Regions from separate parts of the Mus musculus genome. Here regions 1 and 2 are each linked to region 3. A link is a contact called in public Hi-C and HiChIP or PLAC-seq data. All regions are on one chromosome and are shown on one strand. The core of a region is the stretch at or near the end of the contact, and the rest is flanking DNA. Distances in the headings are between cores, read along the strand shown.

What was found. Hi-C and Micro-C count contacts between places; a contact is called where the count stands out from the background. HiChIP or PLAC-seq counts read pairs in DNA pulled down with a chosen protein or histone mark.
Region 1: a Hi-C map of cerebral cortex shows a contact between it and region 3, with 1.7 times the contacts expected there. The contact joins the enhancer-like site here to the promoter of Slc22a15 in region 3. A contact is called at or near these places in 1 of 484 Hi-C or Micro-C datasets (cerebral cortex), 2 of 115 datasets of contacts at active chromatin or transcription factors (double positive thymocytes and embryonic stem cells) and 3 of 9 other capture datasets (adipose tissue, liver and pancreatic islet).
Region 2: a contact with region 3 is called in an H3K4me3 HiChIP or PLAC-seq map of neural tube, with 3 times the contacts expected there. The contact joins the promoter of Nhlh2 here to the promoter of Slc22a15 in region 3. A contact is called at or near these places in 19 of 39 promoter capture datasets (the 3T3-L1 cell line, 3T3-L1-derived adipocytes, cranial neural crest and 11 more), 16 of 484 Hi-C or Micro-C datasets (brain, cerebellar granule neurons, cerebellum and 8 more), 13 of 115 datasets of contacts at active chromatin or transcription factors (cardiomyocytes, craniofacial prominence, differentiating embryonic stem cells and 7 more) and 4 of 9 other capture datasets (adipose tissue, embryonic stem cells, liver and 1 more).

What each region holds. Positions count from the first base shown.
Region 1 is chr3:101,857,036-101,861,266 of GRCm38.p6, reverse strand. It overlaps Slc22a15 (solute carrier family 22 (organic anion/cation transporter), member 15), which reads left to right. Exons shown (of 12, transcript NM_001039371.2): 11 at 278-466; 12 at 748-4,231. The coding sequence ends at 828. Among named protein-coding and RNA genes, the nearest start is that of Mab21l3, 23 kb to the right of the region's middle. Within about 2 kb of position 1,251, at least 15 of the 459 cell types and tissues checked have an H3K27ac peak or open chromatin away from gene starts, as enhancers often do. A contact at or near this core is called in cerebral cortex and double positive thymocytes, where this site is marked.
Region 2 is chr3:102,008,854-102,013,119 of GRCm38.p6, reverse strand. It overlaps Nhlh2 (nescient helix loop helix 2), which reads right to left and starts at 2,975. Exons shown (of 3, transcript NM_178777.3): 1 at 2,795-2,975; 2 at 2,061-2,385; 3 at 1-474. The coding sequence starts at 466. The coding sequence ends at 59.
Region 3 is chr3:101,922,939-101,927,084 of GRCm38.p6, reverse strand. Slc22a15 (solute carrier family 22 (organic anion/cation transporter), member 15) reads left to right here and starts at 2,632. Exons shown (of 12, transcript NM_001039371.2): 1 at 2,632-3,053. The coding sequence starts at 2,967.

The DNA of each region.
Region 1 (4,231 bases), core at 2-2,501, 64 kb after region 3:
GCCATGCTTTGTCTGACATGGTTGGCCCAAGGCTTCTCGTCCATATTCTTGTCTAGCCCTTTGGCTCACTTAGACCTATCACTAAATGCCTGAAGAAACATTATGTGACTTCCCTGGATAACTATCTTAGAGCAAAGAAAACATGGTGTGTGGTGTTCTTGTGGGAAGGTGCTGACTAGACAGTAAACATGGCAGTTCTTGATCACCCAACTGTTGATGTCACCTGCTGAGAAGCTGAATGGTTTGTTTGGTTTTGTTCCACTTCCTGTCTCCACAGAAGGAAGTACAGTGGTCTCTGCCCTTCATCGTGTTTGGAGCCACAGGCCTGACCTCAGGCCTCCTGAGCCTGCTATTGCCAGAGACTCTGAACAGCCCTTTGCTGGAGACATTTTCTGATCTTCAAATGTACTCATATAGGAGGTTAGGAGAGGAAGCGCTATCTCTACAGACCTTGGATCCTCCACAGGTATAGAGACACATGCTGTAACCATCTAGGTGCCCTTGGGTTTGATCCCCAGAACCATCTAAACCTGAGTGTGGTGGTACACCCCTGTAAACCTAGCACTAGAGAGGTAGAGACAGGAAGATCAGAAGGTGATCTCAGCTACTTAGAAAATTGGAAGCTAACTTGGTCTGCATGGGTCCCTGTCTCAAAACAACAGCAAAATTGCACTGTGAGTGCCTGGGTGGTAATTCTCATTAAGGCCTGTCATGATCACTTCTACAAGATCTCCTTTGCCATTGCAGCCCCTGGACAAGGTCAGCAGTGAGAGTGAGGAGGAGGAAGAGTTCTATGATGCAGATGAGGAGACCCAGATGATCAAGTGAAGAGCCCGCATTCCTGCCCAGAAGCAGAGCCCCATCATCCTTAGTGCCTCAGCTTCAGCACCAGAGATGTATTCAGCCCACACTGACGCTTTCCAGATGGGAGAGGCGGTGGAGGAGAGATTCCAAAAGGGAGAACTTGCTGCGTTGAGGGAGTCATTGCTGACTTGTTCGGGACTGGGGCTGAGCTCAGCACCACGCCTCTGGCTGCACAGCTCAGATCCACCTTGTAGGACTGGTGCCTCATGCTGCTACCCTTCCTCGGGACCTAAGAGCAGGTGTGTGAAACTGCTCGCACTTTAACTAGGGTTAGCCAGACCTTCCCCGAGATGTCATCTTCCTAGCAAGCATCCCTGTCACTTGCTTCTCCCCCACCAGGAATCTTCTGGTGCAGGTTGATGTGTACAGAGCTCCCAGCTTCCCATCAGCTCATTGGCTGGTTCCCAGCTCATTGGTTGCTGGTGCAGCTTGTGCCTTTAGTCTGTGCTCATTCACTAATAAAGGGCAGAATTAGCGGAGCATTTCTCATCAGAGGGCTGGCTGTGGCAGGGAAGCTCCCTTTGACGCTTGCGTCATGCGATTTTTTTCCCCCACTTGGATGCATTTGGGGACTGTTTTTCTTTGTGAGATTCTAGCATCAGCAATAACTTCAAAATCATGCCCAGCCAACGAGGAAACTTTACAGACTGAGGGTGGCGAGCAAGTGACACGCTAAGCACTTTGTAAATGACTTAAGAGGGGAGAGTCTCTCACAGTGTCGTCAGTGTGCAACAAGGGACATGCACAGCACACCAGGGCTGGACTCTGCCCTGCATCAGCCTCTACTGGTTATTTAAAAGGCAGGGTGGAGGGTTTTTTGTTTTTTAAGAAAATGGTGGGTTTTCATTGAGTGCTTCCGTGGATTTCCAAATGAATCATAACCTGTCTCTCACAAAACTTGAACACTCTCAAATGGCATATAAGCCAGGAGTCCACATGTGGGCAATCGATCAATCGATCACGCCCCGACCAGGGAAACGGCTGTGTGTTTAGGATTTCTGTGTCTGCTAATCTCTTGGGAGTAGAAAGCACACAGAGTAGAAAGGTGCTCTGTAGATGCCCCTGGAAACTGTGCAAGCCTGCATTCTTTGCCTCCAGCTATGTTCCTGGACTCCTCTGTGTTGTCTGGGCTTTTACTGTACTGGTCTGTTCCACTGTTAAATAATTTTTCCTTTGTGCCCTTGGGTATGGAGGAGCTGTTTCTACCAGTATGAGGAACATGCCTGGCCGGGATGCTGTGAAGACCCCATAGGTGATCCTGTGTCTAGCTGTCAGAAAGATTATAGAACTCCCTGCGACATCATATCCGCAAATTCCAGTAAAGGGTGTCCCACACTCCAAAGCACGAAGTCCTGCTGCTCTCCTCTCTGGGAAATGGAGGTCAGCTCTCCTTAGGAGAGGAAGAAAAGGACTTCCAGAAACTCTTGATTCTTGTCAAATAAAGTATTTAAAATAAAGCAGTAAATTTATATATATATATATGTATATATATATAAATTTTATATATATATATATATAAATGTTATTGAACTCTTTTTATATAATGTAACCTGTAGGAGTATTATTTTTAATATATCCCTACACAAGGTTGTTTCCCACCTCAATGGTTTTTGTTCCCAAATGAAAGACACACACACAACCTTTATATTTTAATATGCTTTAAGGAGCACAATAGCTGGTCAACTGCCTACCCTCCATGGTGTTAGACTCTACCTCCCACCGATAATTCCAAGTTACTACTTACTAGTTCCTATGTTCCATCTTGGCTGCCCCTGACCTTTACACGGTAGCTCTGCCTCTCTGGCCCTCACTCTCAGGCAGTGCTGCTCTGCTCTTCCTCCTCCTCCAGGTCCCAAGCCCTGGAAACCCCAATCCTCTTTCTTGTCTCCCCAACTATTAGCTGCTGGCATCTTTAATTACCAATCACAGTTAACTGGGGGCAGGTCCCCAGAAGCTACATGCAGACCCTCTTGTGCAAACAGTTTTGAGGGGATACAGTTAATATAGAATACAAAGAGCTACAATAACCCATCAGAGAAAATTTGGTACTAGAAGTTAGAAAGTGCATCCGTCAGTCTAGCTGCAGAAGAAGCAGGGCCATGGCTTTTTATTCATTCCCTGCTGCTGCTGAAGTTCCTGCCGCTTCTGGCTAAGCAAGTGAACTCCAGGTAATTCCCAGCCTAGAGGTAGAAGGACAGACCACAGGGTGAATTACGTGGCAAGTAATAAGGCCCGGTTGGCTGTCAGCTGCTCTTGTTGGATAAATTATTACATTTTTCTTCTCCCTGGGTAGTCCTCTAAGCACAGTTTAATAATTATTTCTCTGCCTTTGTAAAGATGAATTTTATTCCCTATGATGGCTGCTAATGAGTATTGATGGTACAAAGCCACAGAAGTCTTACTTGGTAGGTAGCCTATTTTGCTTGTACAGATAGTCTGTTAAAAGCATCTTTAAAGAAACAGTAAGGATGTCTGAAAAGTCATAAGGTATCATACTACTAACTACCTAAAATACCTAAATACATGGAAATCAATGAATAAATAAACACATGGAGTTTAAATAAGAATTTCCCCTTTGAGCTGACAAGAGTCGTAACTAACAAGTCCAACACCAGTCTGAGAAAAATTTGGGGGAGAACATTAACCTTAATTTTTAACCTTAAAAGTGACAAGAATGTTCAAAGCTACCGTGCTTCAGTTTCAGATGCTGTGTTGAAACCACAGCCACAGCATGGCTTCTGGTCTTCAGCGGCTCCAGAGCAAGGGAGATGTTCTTCAATTCTCAGCATGAACACAAAATACAAGAAGAGTATAGTATCTGGGGCACTGGCGGGTGACTGTGGCCAGGATAGGCACCGTCCAGTTTAGTGCACAATTTATACTCTTAGTGCACACATGTTCAAGTAACTGTCATGTAAAATTTTGGAACTGAAATTCCACTTTTCAGTAGGACTTCTTCCTACAGGTAGTTGATCGTTGGTCCTTAGTTTGCAAAGGTAACAAAGATCAGGGTATTTTATTAACTAAATAAAACCAGGAATTAGGGAGCTGGAGAGATGGCTCAGTGGTCCTGAGTTCAATTCCCAGCAACCACATGGTGGCTCACAACCATCTGTAGTGAGATCCCATACCCTCTTCTGATGTGTCTGAAGACAGCTACAGTGTACTAACATCAAATAAATAAATCTTATAAACAAACAGCCAGGCGTGGTGGCGCACGCTTTTTATCCCAGCACTCGGGAGGCAGAGGCAGGCGGGTTTCTGAGTTGGAGGCCAGCCTGGTCTACTGAGTGAGTTCCAGGGCAGCCAGGGCTACACAGAGAAACCCTGTCTGGAAAAAACAAAAAACAAAAACAAAAACAAAACA
Region 2 (4,266 bases), core at 1,726-4,225, 86 kb before region 3:
CGGATGAGTCGCCTTTGGCAGTCTTCCGGACCCGCGGCCTCCCGCGGCGTAGCCCTCCCTACACGTCCAGGACATGGTTGAGATAGGAGATGTAGCAGATGGCCAAGCGCAGAATCTCGATCTTGGAGAGCTTCTTGTCCGGAGGCAGCGTGGGTAGTAGTTTGCGGAGCTCGGCGAAGGCCAGGTTGAAAGCCTCCACTCGGATGCGCTCGCGGGTGGCGTGGGCCGATCGGTACTTGGCCGTGGCGCGCCGGCGGCGGCGCTTTTCTTCGCGGCTCAGCTGCTGCGGGTGCGGGTAGAGCGCGGCCCGGCTGCCTCCCTTGCCGTCGCCGTCCGCCTCCTCCACTGGCTCTAGGTCCGACACGCTGCCCAGAACCTTGGTGTCTGCGCCGCCCAGAGACTCCGGGTCCGAGTGCGTCGAGCTGGGGTGATCTGAGTCGGCGGCTTGGTCCGGACTCAGCATCATTTTGGAGGCTGATGGGGAGTCAGAAAGTCAGTTAATAAAAGGAATCTGGTTCTTGATTTGCAAGGAGTAGTGGCGAGGGCCTAGCAAACCTGGACTTCTAGGAGGGGACCTGGGGACACTGGTCCTCTCCTCGTTTCAGGCCCACGCAAGTGGGGAGGCAAGGAGCGGGTATCAAAGCGCATTCTGAACCCACACAGAAGACTGCCAGAGGGGCCAGTGGCGCTGGGGCTGAAGAACCGTGGACCTCTGGGGCCGGCTGACATCTTGAGTCTCCTCTGGCCAGACATCAGCTGCTCTCTCCCGCCTCCCTTGCTCCGTTCCCTTCCCAGACACAGGAAAGATCCCGAAGGGATGGATGCCCGAAGGATGGATGCATCTGGGTTTTAATGGAGATGCAGAGTGTGCTTCCCACCCGAGGGCCTAGGGCAAGGCAGCTGGAGACTCCCAGCGCCTGAGGGTCTGGGCTACGCTGGGGTGCGGGCGAACCCCATCCTGGAACCTAGGCCGGGAAGGCTTTCTTGCCGTCCCCTCCCCGCGTTTCTCCGAAATAATAAAGAAATGACCGAACACATGTGTTCGGTCCTTTCAAAAGAAAATTGACTCCTCGGCCCTCATACTCTCCCGGAGCACCATCTGTCACGCAGACTGCCACACACATTGGGGACCTAGGGACGTGGATCACACAATGCCCGGCAGTCTGCCGACTACCTCCCGGGAAAACGCAGGCGGCCAGGTCGCTGCGGGCGAAGGGGCTGGGGAGGGCCAGAGAGGGATGGACTCCGAGGCACCAGTGCGGGACGCCCCGGGCGCAAGCTGTATCTGTGCGGGTGAAGTTCGTGAGCTTAGGGGACCGGAGCCCCGCAGCCCACCGGCGGCCCAGGGAGGCCTGGCCGCGGCCCCGTGTCTGCGCCGGGCTTTCCCCAGACGATGCCCTCCTGGAAAAGCCACCTCGGGCCGGCAGCTCGAGGGCCTTCGCGTCTTCGAGAACCACTGGGCTTGCGGGTGATCTGGGTGGGCAGATGGGGATAGAAACCTGCCTGAGCTGAGCTTTTGGGCCTCCGCCACCAGGAGGGACGACCGGGCTATGACCTCTGTACCCCGCCTTGCCCCTCACAGGCAAGGCTCCTGAGTAAGAGCCTCGCTTCAGAGAAACAAAAGCCAGGGAGGGGATGTAGGTTCGGCTCCTGGCCTCGAATTTGCCCAGGAGAGACCTGAGCTCAGAAACAGCTTTCCGTGCAAGGAAAACGGATCCTCAGAATAACAATAAATGAACCAAACGAACTGCATGCTGCTCCCCCCGCCCCCCAGGCTTTTCTCTACGTTTATAAGTGAAACAACTCACACCTACGCAGTTGGCGTGAAGAGGTAGAAATACACAGGGAGAAAAATCATAGCAAACCACGACATAGTTACAGATCGGACAAAAAGTTCCCGGGCTGTCCCCCCACGCGTTTAAATCCTCCAGATATTTAAATAGTCATAAATGGTATTTCTCGTGGGCATTTAAGTCTATGACCATGTGTGAGGAATACATCTATAAAATACAATATGACTCAACTTAATCTAAAGAAAAAGAGACGTGAAGATGTCTTACCTTGCAAGAGCCCTGTCGATAATCTTTTCGTCAATCTTTTAGAGTTAAAATTCCAGGAAACAAGGAGGAGAGATCCTGGCAAATATTAAAAGCAGCCAATATTTATTACATTCGCAGATGAAAAAGCAGCTGTCATCTCGCCGACCACCACAACGAGCGGCGGTGTCTTAGCGGGTGTATGGTTGTTCACTTAGTTGATGGATTGAAAACGCCCGTTTGTTTGTTTGTTGGTTTGTTTTTAACTGTTCTTAAACATTTCAGGAAAATTCGTTGTTGATCTTTATAAGTCGAAGTGTTGAAACCTCACGCCTCCCCACTCAAAGGGCTGTATAAATAACAAAAGAGATGCTGAGATAAAAACAATCACATCAAAGGGACGATTCCTCCACTTTCTAATAGCAGAATAATCAATAAGAAAGATGGTTAAGATAAAATTCCATTCCTTGAGGACTCCTTCCCTTCCCTTAATCGGGCTGGGGCGAAACTGGGAAGTGCGGTCAGGGATGGAAGGGGCTCAGAAGTGATTTTTCTCTTCTTCTTCAAGATAATGCTTTGTTCAGCCGGTGTCTCCCCAGTTCCCAGGAACAACAATACAGTAACTAGGGCTTAAGGTTGCCTCTGTCTTGTCCCTCATCTACTTCTGTGTTGTATAAGCAGACGCCAATTTTGCAGTTTCAAAGTCTTTCAAGGTTTGGTTACACCCCCTACCCTACCCCACTCCCTCCCCTCTTTACCTTGTGGTGAAATGTATATAGTCAGTAGCTTGGAGATGCTGGAGAGAGATTGGAGAGAAGTGGACGTCTTCTGGAGTAACAGTGACAGGGAAGCAGAGAAAGGGGAGCTTGGGAGAGCCAGAGAGGAGAGGCAGCTGCCTGTGTGGCTTCTTGGCTCTTCTGGTACCAATTGATTTAGCCTGGAGATGGTGGAAGAGATAAAGGCTTAAGAAGGGGGATGGAATTTTTTCCCCCTAAATTGATATTTAATGGGAAATCCTATTGGACAGAAACCTGGACACGAGTCACTTAATTGGACTTGACATCTGTCACAGTGTGGGAGTTTTCACAGCCCAAATATTTTAGCAGATCAGATTCCCACTGAATCTGTGCCATAAAATATAGCAGTTGAAAGCAGCCCATGATAGAAGCCATAGCATCTACAGCGTCTGGCCACACAGGCGGTTCCTTGTTTTCAGATTATTGATGCAATATTTAAGTGCAAGTAGACACTATATGAACATGGAAAATTCCTCTGGCATTTTGTGAGCCAGCATTTTTTTAAATCAATAGTTAGAAAAATAGTTGTGCTGGGCACATGAAAGCATATTCTGTCTATGACACTGTAATTAAGGTGAACGATCCAGACAGGCAATGCTAACATTTATGTAAAGTGAAGTGTCTTTTAGAGGATGCTTTAATCATGATTATTTAAGCATATGGATGTTTTGGAGAAAGGTTCTACTATGAGACCAGCTTATTAATAGATGATATTTTAAAGGACGTTTGACACATTAGTTTAAATCATTGGTGGAATTAGGAGCAGAATCCAAGTAGTTAGAGACCACTAGATAATTCTACTTTTTGAGTTATGTTTGGTTTTCTTTTTCTTTACCCATTTACTCATGTTCATTATTCGCTGTAAAATATGACACACAGTATGTGCAAAGACAGTACTTTATTCTTGCCCATCCTAACACGTGAGTGAATATATTTAGCTGGGTGGCAATGTAATTGTGCTAAAATGTAAATATTAAGTATTCTAGCATGCAATGCCTTTGCCTAAGATGACCTCCAGTCCCAAATTTATGTGTTTTACAAAATTAAGGGAAATTTACTGTTAGTCACTATCAATTATATATTATTTGCTATTATTTACACATTGCCAGTGATACCACTAATTCTGTCTTCTTTCTGTCTATCTTCCTTCCTTTCTTCCTTCCTGTCTTTCTTTCTTTTTGGTATTTTTGACAAGGTCTCACTATGCAGCCCTGGCTGGCCTGACCCTCACCATGGAGACCAGGCTGACCTCAAACTCATAGAGATATGCTTGTTTCTGCTTCTCATGTGTTGGGATTAAAGGCATGTACCATCACACCCAAATACTATTTTTTTTTAGATTGATTAAGCTTAGAGGAAATGAGAGAATAATAGCCAACCTCCTGTCTCCCTGTTCCTAGGTGAGTTTTTGTGGAGAGGAGAACCTTCACTTT
Region 3 (4,146 bases), core at 1,383-3,882:
AAGATAAGGATAAGATGAAGACTACAACAAGATTTCAAGGAAATTATTAATAATAAACAAGTGACTTAGATTGTCCTCTTGTGAACTTATAAATTTAAAAAGAGAATCTAAAAAGAAAATAATTTGGAAGATGTTGATATATTTATTAAAGAATGATATAAGCCTTTAGTATGCATGCCAATGATTTCAGTAAGATTACAAGTATGATGTACTAACTTACAGAATGTTCTGAGCCCAGCAAATGAAAACCATGTGTTGTTCTCAACACATATGGTGCAGGGTTTTGTTTTGTTTTGTTTACAATGAATGCACTGTAATACAATGATGCTAGGTCCCAGGAAAAGTCAGGCAGTTCTAGGATTTAATATTGTCTTTGCCCACAAAATGTTCAAATAAATAATAATTAAAAAATGTTAAAAGGTACAACTTTTAACTAGAAAGGTAAAAAGAATGCTCAAAAACATAACACTGGTTAAAGAGCAAATTACAATACCATTACAAAATACTGCTTAGGAGAACTGGTAAATCAGGGTAAATAGTACTTAGAGGATTGTATACCCTTTCACATAATCACTCTTTACAAAGGAGATTGTAACAAGGTGCAGTAGGCTGGCTAGCCTGCTCTCTCAGCCTTCTAGAAGACAAAAGCAGGAAGATCAGGAGTTTAAGGATAGCCTTGGCTATATAACAAATTTGAAGCCAACTTGGGATACAGCAGTGCTTATCTTAAATAAATCAAAGATGGCTAGGGAGAGAAAGTGTTGAAAGCCAACAAGCTATAAACACTGACACTATCTAGCTAGTAAAAGAATCACAAAGTAACAAAGCTAAACAAAATATATATAAAAAAAATTCCAAAGTCTGCGAACTACAATTTTATATTCAAATATTTTCTGTGTAGAAAAAAAGTGGGAAAAATGCAAAACAAATAATGAATTATTTAATAAATAACTATGTAACACTAAACAAAGTATGTCATAATAAAAATAACGAAAAGTGGGGTGCAAATACAGCCAGATCATGGTCTAGGAGGGCAAAATGAGCAAGTTTATTCCCAAAACAGTCGTAAATAAAAATGGAAACATTTTTAGAAAAAAAAATAGTAAAAGTTCTTTAATAAGAAACAAAGCTGAGTGACCCCTCTCCTCCCTGCCCCTCCCTCTTCTCACAGAGAGCACTGCCTGCCAAGAAAGCTAGACCATATGGTTAAAGGGAAGTCTTGCTGCTTTATCTTTGTAGTCCTGGCTGCCAGGGATCTCATTCTGTAGCTGAGCCCAGCCTCTGCTTCCCCAGGGCTGGAATCAAAGGTCTGTGCTGCCTCTATGGCTGCTGCCACCACCACTGGCTTAAGCACTTCCAATTCATCTTTTGTGGCCACCACACTGGCTGCTTCCAACCCTGCCATAGTCAACATTGTATCATTTTATTACAATAATTAGGTAGATGACCACTAAAGGGCAGTTATAAACAGCAGACATAATTAATGGGAAATTGTGGAAGCACAACAAGAATGCTTGCAAGACAAGGGGACCTCCTGGTCATCCATTATACTCTGTATTATATTCAGGGGATGGTTCGTTTTAACGATCAAAACCTAGCCTCGGCTGGGAAGGAAGTTCCCATTCACTCAGTGAGGAGCAGTCTAGAGTAGGTTGGCCCTGGACATGCTTCTGAGGGAATTTGTTTAAAAACTGGGTTGTTAGAAAGCCCCCCCCCCCCATATGTGTGAGGCCATTTCATAGGTTGGGCCCTAGTCTGAACGAATGAGTGAGGGAACTAGCTGATCACTGGTGAGCGCATCCATCACATCACTGCCCTCTGTTCTTGTCTGTGGATGCCATGTTACTAGCTGCTTAAGTTCCTGGTGCCTCGACTTCCCAGCAATGATGGGCTCTGAGAGAAACTGTGAGCCAAATAAACTCCACCCCCCCCCCCGCCCCCAAGTTTCTTCTGTCATGCTATTATCACACCAACAGAAAGCAAAGGTAAACTTAGCGATAGTTTAGATTAGTAGTTCTCAACCTTCCTAATGCAGTGACTCTCTAACACAGTTCCTCGTGTTGTGGTGACCCCCTAACCATAAAAATAATTTTTTGTTATTGCATAACTGTAATCTTGCTACTGTTATGAATTGTAATGTAAATATCTGATATCTGACCCTTGTGAAAGGGTCTTTGGTCCTGACCCACATGTTGAGATATGCTGGTTTAGATACTTGCAATAGTTTAAAAACAAAACAGGATTAGGTGTGGGGCCACTAGTAATCTGTCCCCACACTTCTTCAGCCCTGTGCCAAACTCCATTGACAGACCTTGGCAACCATGACCCCCTGCCCTTGTCCCTTGTCCCTTGTCCGTGGGCCTAGTGGGCACTACTAAGTGGATGTCTCGAGGCGCGGAGCTTACATCTGACCCTGTGTACCTAAAGCAAGACAAAGGAGGAAGGGGACAGATGCCTCCCGGCCCTCTTCTCGGAAGGCTCTAGAGCTCTGAGCGCCCCCGCATTCCACCGCTTTGTGCGAAGGGGCGAACCCCGCGGGACACGGCGTGGAGCTGCCGGCCCCTCCCGTGAGTCGCCCTGGCCGCCCGCGCCGCACCCACTTCCTCTTTCCCTTCCGCGCGCCAGCCAACCGCTCGCCAAAAATTCCTGTCACTTCTGACAGGAAGCGGGGAGGCCGCGCCGGGGCGACCAGCATCGCATCTCCGCCGCGACCCCGGACCCGGTCGTCTGCAGGGTCCCGCCTGCGCCTGGGCCCCAGCCCCGCCCGGTTCTCCACCCCCGGCTCGGCCCAGTCCTCTGTCCCCGCCTCGGCCGCGGTCCGCCCGGTCCTCCTTCCCGGTCCCTGCCGCTCGGCCCTCCGTCCCCGCCCGGCTCAGTCCTCGGTCGCTCCGTCGCCCGATCTTCAGCCACCGCGCAGCCAGGTCCTCCGTCGCGGTGGCGGCCGGGTCCTCGGGCGCGAGCCCGCCATGGAGGTGGAGGAGGCGTTCCAGGCGGTGGGCGAGATGGGCCTCTATCAGATGTACTTGTGCTTCCTGCTGGCTGTGCTGCTGCAGGTGAGTCCCCGGCTCCCCGCGGCCCCCGGGGCGCTCTCAGCTCAGGCTGGCCCCAGGTGTGGCGCGAGAGCGCAGGGAGGGAGGGGGCGGGCGGGCGCCGCGCGGTGGCGGGCCAGCCACTGAGCTCTCCCAGGCTGTCACCCAGAGCCTGGCACTGACACTTCGCCACCAGAGCTAGTTGAAAGATGAAACCCATTACCCGGGATCAAAAGGATTCGGCACCCTAACCCCTTACAGAGTGAGACAGAGAAAGCATGGACAACCTGCCCACAAAAGATCAGGTCTAGCTAGTATGGCCTCCTTCAGCCCTCTCTGAGATTGAGGGAGGCTTCCTATTAAAGGGGCTTTCCATCCACGGGAATTTATTTCTCTCTAGTTAAAGTTCTACTGGGTTATTAAGCTCCGAGGCCAGCTTTGGTCTAGGGAAATGATACCATCCACACAGTGTGGTTCATTGTATTGAATTCTCAGAAACCAGCTGCACACCTCAACCTAAAACTCTTGATTTTAGGAGTCCTTGGGCTCTTTAAGAGGTTCATTCTTGTAGTCCTAGCACTATGGAAACTGAGGCAGGAGAAGGATGGCTCTTCTTCTAGGCAAATTCAAAGCCAGCCTGAGCAGCTCAGATTGTCCCTAGGAAGCAGGTCAGTCAGTGGTAAAGCCCTAGATGTGCAAGGCTCTGGGTTTGATCCCTACCACCAGGGCCAGAAAATGAAGCTAGCTCCCTGTCCCGGAGGCTTGCAATCCTGGGATGAAGTGGTCTGTGACACTGACACTGTGAGGCTGACAGCTGAGCTAAGTAAGTTAAGGTATTATTGCAAGGGAAGTACTGGCTGGCCGCGGTTATAACCAGAGCCCACAAGTTGCTTCAACGTTGTGTTGATGCTGCAGCAGGAAGAGAGGCAGTAAGGTAAAACTTAATCTACTGATTCTCTTTCCCCATTAAAATCTTCAGTTGACTTCAGCACCAGGCAGAACATCGGTTCAAGTGGTGATACTTGGAAGCCTTTCTCTTAGCAGAGTAAGAATTAGTATAGAGAAATAGAACTGCAACTGCAATGTCTGGTCTTCATGTATAATGGTTTCTTTGACA